Regions from separate parts of the Columba livia genome. Here region 1 is linked to region 2. A link is a contact called in public Hi-C data. All regions are on one chromosome and are shown on one strand. The core of a region is the stretch at or near the end of the contact, and the rest is flanking DNA. Distances in the headings are between cores, read along the strand shown. Region 1 has its middle 96 kb from the start of ALDH8A1. Region 2 overlaps SGK1 (serum/glucocorticoid regulated kinase 1).

The links. A called contact is a pair of places that touch in the nucleus more often than the background predicts.
Region 1: a Hi-C map of crop shows a contact between it and region 2, with 4 times the contacts expected there. The contact joins two enhancer-like sites. A contact is called at or near these places in 2 of 2 Hi-C or Micro-C datasets (crop and liver).

What each region holds. Positions count from the first base shown.
Region 1 is chr3:59,802,909-59,806,328 of bColLiv1.pat.W.v2, forward strand. No RefSeq gene overlaps it. Among named protein-coding and RNA genes, the nearest start is that of ALDH8A1, 96 kb to the right of the region's middle. Within about 2 kb of position 1,748, at least 1 of the 3 cell types and tissues checked has an H3K27ac peak away from gene starts, as active enhancers do.
Region 2 is chr3:59,519,352-59,522,545 of bColLiv1.pat.W.v2, forward strand. It overlaps SGK1 (serum/glucocorticoid regulated kinase 1), which reads right to left. Exons shown (of 14, transcript XM_065057052.1): 7 at 3,168-3,194; 8 at 2,933-3,064; 9 at 2,536-2,648; 10 at 2,204-2,327; 11 at 1,780-1,875; 12 at 1,525-1,680; 13 at 1,329-1,418; 14 at 1-609. The coding sequence ends at 442. Among named protein-coding and RNA genes, the nearest start is that of SLC2A12, 30 kb to the left of the region's middle. Within about 2 kb of position 1,625, at least 1 of the 3 cell types and tissues checked has an H3K27ac peak away from gene starts, as active enhancers do.

The sequences.
Region 1 (3,420 bases), core at 498-2,997, 280 kb after region 2:
TGATGAGAAAACATCACTTCAGAAGACTGAGCTCAGTATTCCCTCCTTTTCATCCCCCAGGGAGTGCACAAAGGGCTCAATACCAGCTCTGTTTATGCCACTCTTACTTCATCTAAGCTCTTCTGAGAGGTCCACATAAGCAACAGGGAAAGGAAAAATCCTGTTCCCAGAAAAAATTCTCCCAAAGAGGGCTTAGTATAAATGAGAAACGGGGCTCAAATTAACATTTCTGAGCAAGGGGATGTGGGTAGAGCTGGAAAGGAGTAATAAATGCTTCTTCCTTTCTCCTCTTTCTTTGGTACTTTTAGCTGGATGCACGTTTTTATTTTCTTTGTCTAGATTTGTCCGAGGTCATTAATGAAATTGTTCTTCAGGTGTTGAATTCAGCAGAATGGAGCAAGGAAAACAGGTCAGCAACATCATGTGATGCAAACGGGCACGAGACACAACACAGGAGAAAGGAAAACCAGCTGTTGAGCACAGAGTCAGTTGCTGAAAAGGAGCCAGTAAAGAAATGTGTCTATACCCCAACAGCACTGGTAGACACTTCTTTTCCCTCCAAACCAGCCAGGTGAAGATGGACAAATCCAGGATCCCATGATGGATGCTAAAACTTAGGGCTTTATGAAAACCATAGGAATAGGAGTGCAGCACTTGTATATATCACTCTTTCAGGTTACAAACACATAGTAGCAGAGAAATATCAATACACTCAAAACATTTTTCAGAGGTTGCTGAAAGACAGTAGCATCTGCCTCCACGGCCCATACCCTCTTCCATAATACTGGGTTATAGTTCAGGGTCCAACAGCCTATGCCTAACAGGAGTGTGGAAATGTTTCCTTTAACAACAAGCTTACACAATCTGTTTTACAACACACACTGGCAACAGTGTTCACAACTGCTCCTGCATTATCTTGCTGCATTTTGCTGTTCATAAAGATACCTAAAGAACACACACTATTTAACCCCCTCTATAGGCTGGGAGAGGGGTGCAACAAAACAACAACAAATTATGTTGGCCTGATCTCTGCCAGAAACTACTGCATGCTTTACAATGTCTCCAGAGGTTTCCAAAAACAAAAACGGGACTTACACACTTACTTTTCACAGGTTTTGCATTAGTAATGAGCTCCTTAACTACAACTTGTGCCTTTCAAAAACTTCCTTCCTGGTCTTTAGAATAATGTCAAAAAATGTGACGCATGAGGAAAATCAACACCTCAAGTTAAAAGTATTTGTTATGGGACAACTAAGCAAAATGAATATATCATCAAAACACTGTTGGCATGTAGGTTGAAGTTAAGCACATGACACAAATGCATAGTCTTAGAAAGAAGGTGATCTAATAATTATGTTTCTTTAGGTTCCACTGTAAGCTTTTAAAAAACATTTACTGCAATAAAAAGCTGATGATTATGACATGCACACAGCTTCCTCTGCATTCAACAGCCACTGATCAATGTGTCAAGATCACAACTTCACATGACCCAGTGTGACCAAGCTTTGGAAATGCTGTTATGAATCTCATGATGCTGTGCTTTTTCTGTGATAACACGAGCTCTTGGAGTCATATGAACAAGCATTAATTTGTTTGGGTTTCTTGCTTTCTAAAGAAGTGTGCTTTCATCCTGTATTTTGGGCAGATGAAGTTGAAAAATCCAAAAACATTAGATAATACACAACTAGATCCCAATATTTAAAAGGTTTTCTGCCACTCACCCCCTGCCCCTCCCCCCTCCCAGGTATGCTTGGGTTTATCTTCTTGTTGTACTCCATAGCTTTGCTATAATGCAAGAGATTAATGCCTATGTTTATTGTTTCCCCATTTTACGACAATGAAAAAAATTCACTGTATAAGAAAATGCCTAAGGAGTGAGGTCCATTTTGATTTAGTTCAATATCTTATCAGAAGAGCAATGCAAGAGGTCCACTGTGGTGTTTCTCATTGCCATAATCCCAGCACTGGGTTTCTGTAGTAGACTCACTTGGTTTGTTCTCCTGTATTGTTGCCCTCATCATTTAGATAGATCTGTATTCATTTCACAGGCAGCTTCACTCTGAAACTTTTGTTCAAGTGCTAATTATCTCACGCGCCACTTTCTTTTCAAAGGCTCCCAATAAATGTAAAAAGATTGAATAGTCCAAAGAGGTGAATATACTTGATATGTTCCAAGATTTGAATCTGTACATTAGATTCTTATTTTCCTAGAAAATGAGATTAAATGAGATTAAACCAAAAAAGATCAGTATACCTGAGCATGCCCCTGTAATTATAAATCAAGTCTTGAGTAATGCCATAATATGCTAAACTTGTCTAATATCTCTGATGAAAAAAACATAATGACAATCTATGGAAAAGCAGAATGACATTTAACATGTTTTCCATTACTTCCCTGCCAGATTTTGATGATATTCAATTATATAGCCTGCTAGTGTGACAAATAACTCTTCTGTTTATAGCAGTTCTCTGTGACAAGTCCACAAATGTTCAGATTTTCCTCCGTGTGGATGGGATACTAGATGTGATCTTGCCTTCACATCCAGTCCTGAGAGAAACCAGAGGTGAAGCCTACAAAGCAGAATGGCAACTTCCTTTTTGAAGAGCTAGGAATAAGAGATCAAAGAGAAGTCTTTCTGCTTCAAGAAGAAAGGGTTCGGTGTATTCAGCCCCTAGCTATATCTTCCAGTGGAGGGATCTCACTGATGGAACTGTCTGATCTCTGGAGGTATTCAGGGTGTGTCCCAGGAGAGCAGGAAGCAGAGCAGGAGGTGCCTTATCACCTGCTTTTCCAAATCACGTAAGTTAAGAGCAAATTAAGATTTATCACAAGTTAAAACTAGCCCAAACCTATTTATATTTTTTTACTGTTCTCATGATGGGTGTAAGGGTTATATTTCAGTGTATAGATACATATGCATATAGTTATATATGCATATGTACTTGTACATGAATATGTATACATATACGTGTGCATGTGCCTATCAAAACAATTTCAGACAATTCAAACCAGTGCAAGTAGCCAATTTGGACAGTTCAAAACATAACTTATTTGGATTGTGGGCAGGATTTCATACAATGCAAAATCTATTCTGAAACACCTGTACTTATGAGGTCTGCTTAGGAAAGGTGGTTTTGCCTTTCAGAAAGACTTGTGTGAAGCTCTAAGTATCAGACCAATCTATGGAAGAGATGCTGCATGGATAAGACATCATGGTTTATAGCTGCTCAGCTTTTTATCATGGTATGTCTCAATGGACTTTTTCTTTCTCTAAATGTAAATAACTTTATTTGCCTTTGCAGAAAGGTATTTACCTTTGCATAAATACAGATTAATGTGTTTTCTTATTTGCTATCAGCTTTGCTTTATGTCCTGGGGTATGGACCACTTACTGCTTTGCTTGGTCAAAACCAACAGTT
Region 2 (3,194 bases), core at 375-2,874:
CACTCTGCAACAGGGAAAGCTTTGGAGCTCACGAGATCTCATCAGAAAAAGGCACATTTCATAAAATCCTCATCACGTTCAGATAGATCTTCAGGCAAGGCTTTTCGGAGCACGATTTCAAAACAGCTTGTTCTTACTCCTACGATCTGCCATAGCAGTCTGTGGCAGCAGTCACTCTTGTTTTTCTTTCCCAAGGAGACAGCACCACTTTTGGGGAAGAACGAATGGAAATGAAAAGCCTGTAAAGCTCATTTAGAGAGTGATGTGCTCTTCAAAAAAGCTTCCAGCAAACAGTGTAGTTGAAATTAAGGCTGCAAAGCTGCCATGGTAGAAATGTGCAAATTCTCTTTCAAAATGACCGGTCAACTGGCAGTTTCACCAGAAGGCCAAACAAAAATAAAAATAATAGTTATTATTATTAAAAAAGAAAAAGAAAAATGTTCACAAGAAAGAGTCCACAGGTGGGGCATATGAGAAGCCCAAAAAAGCCTCAGCAGCCTCTTTGACGCTGGCAGTGATGAGGATGCTGTCTGGGGACTGGCCGATGGAACTGGGGACTGGCTCGTCTGTAAACTCCGGATCAAAGTGTCGCAGGTCACTGGGGCCACTCTGTGGAAAGAGCAGAAAATGAAAGATACAACAGTTAGACACAAATGTTTTGTGAGTGCACAGTTCAAGTCAAAATGGGGACAAGCACCCTTGTGCAGAGACTCACAGTGTTATCACCTTGGGCCCACTGTTTTAAGAGTCTTTGACAGTTTTAGTCTTTTTTTTTTTGTCTCCTGCTGCATGTTGTCTCACTAAAACCAAGATGATTCAGTTTTAATGCACTATCCCCCAACTAAGCTCATGCAACAATGCAAACATGCCACTCTGCCATGCAGCAGTTTGCAGGGGAAGACTTTGATCTCTGGGCTAGTTACTAAATTTAGGTTATAAAATGCTCAGAAAGTGAAAGAGAACAACCTCCACAACCAGATCTCCCTCTTTAGGTATTAGTATCTAACAAGCCAAATGCCACTCTGCCCTTAGAAGCTACTTGCTTTCTACACCTTACCTTCCCCTTGGATAAAATGGGGATGCTGGGGATGACTTTAAAATAGCCATGCAAATGAAGCATGTGATAGGCCAAAAAACCCAGCTAAATTCATATGCTCCATCAGCTACTTGCTTATTTTTAATCTTCCTGGTTCAGCCACAGGGGAAGGAAAAGCTGTGTTCCCCGTACACACCCATCCAGCCAGTTGCCCCCAGCTCCTGGGCACAACATGAAGACAAGGGGGAAAAAGACACTCTCCATACATTCTATAATTAGAAGTGATACATACCACATTTGGGTTAAAAGGGGGCGTAATCTTCTTATTAATGAGATCATCCCAGTTAATTGGGGAGAAGAAGATGTGATTCTTAATCTCCATCTGTTACAGAGAGAAAAATAGATTAATTCAGACCCAAGCTAATGTAAGCAGTATGGCCTAGTCACCCTTCTGTGCTGCCCACAGGCACCAGCTGGTTTCCACTTACAAAGTCCTCCTTGGCACCAAGCCTCTTTGTCCTGTCCTTCTGCAAGAGGCCTTCCAGGAGATGTCTAGCAGAGTTGGTAATATTTGGCTTCAGCTGCAAGGGTTTGTTCAAGATGTTGTCGTACATTTCTGCCGTGTTCCTGCTGTAGAAGGGCGGCTGTAGGAATAGGAAAGGAGAGATCTGGGTTAATGAGGCTTCTTGAGGGAGAAGGACAAGTAAGCTAGTTTGATTTGTCATGAAGGATTCACTGCTTACCAGGCCATAAAGCATCTCATACAGGACTGCTCCAAGGCACCACCAGTCCACAGTCCGGTCATAGGGCTGCTTATGGAGAACTTCAGGAGCAAGATACTGTGTAAGAAAAGGAAGAGAGCCACATTAACCAAAGAGATCTTTACAATTAGGAAAGCCTCTCATTCTTGAATGAAAGCAGCTTACCGAATCCCAGCAATATCTAAGCTACTGGAGGGCTACAAGCTCTTTATAAACAGGGAGGCAGCTCAAAAACTGTCCTCTCCTGCTTAACAAGCCCTACATATCCTCACTGGCAGCATGATATTACAAGACCCATAATACCCCCTTGCTTGTCTAACAAGCCAGAAATATACATGGGACACGTCAGGTTTCACTGACGAAAACAGCGCTTGCTGCCACTCTGCATGCCGCGGGCTGCCCGTACCTCCGGTGTGCCGCAGAAGGTGGAGGTCGTGCCATTGTGCTCTATGTTTTCTTTGCAGAGTCCAAAGTCAGTCAAGACAATGTGCCCCTGTGAATCAAGCAGAATATTCTCCGGCTTCAAGTCTCTGTAGGAAGAGATGAAAGAAGACAAGGGCTTGTTAGAGGACCTACAGCGAGACTATTTCAAGTGCAATTGCTTACAGAACCTCACTAAGCCACGAAAAAATATTAAAAGCAATTCTGAACTCACATTGAGTTCAACTTGTCAATGTTTATTCAACAAAGCACGTTTTTTCTTTTTTTCAGTCTGCCAAGCTGCACAAGATTGCTTACCGATAAACAATGTTCAGGGAGTGCAGGTAGCCCAGTGCACTGGCGATTTCAGCAGTGTAAAATCGAGCTCTTGGCTCCAGGAAGCAACGCTCCCTCTGGAGATGGTAGAACAACTACAGGAGACAGAGAGAACAAAGTTGTTTAAACGGCGCCAAAGCCTGTTAACAATGCACTTAATTAGACTCAACATATATAGCCAGGGAGAACAATAGCAGGAAATGGCCTAATGATCCTTTGGTAGTTCAAAACCTGGCAGGCTGGAAACACTCAATCTAGTAACTTTTCCCCCATGACTTTTCCCCTTGCAACTCTTTTTTATTTAAAAGGAAGGGTGAAAAAGTCTACCCTACCACTGTGCACATGATAGGAAATACTATTTCATTTTCTTACTGCTTACCTCTCCACCATTGATGTAGTCTAGGACAAAATACAATTTGTCTGCAGTTTGGAAGGAAAAGTGCAGCCCAACCAGGAAGGGGTGTTTCACATTTTTCAGCAGGACATTACGTTCTGACATAATGTGCTTCTCCTGAAAACATAAGAAATTATCAATGTTTAGTACACTTGCTTAGTAACAGCAGTAAAAATATATTTTGTGTACATCACAATGGCATCAGGAAGAAGCAGCTTACCTCCTTCTTCTTCAGGATTGCTTTTTT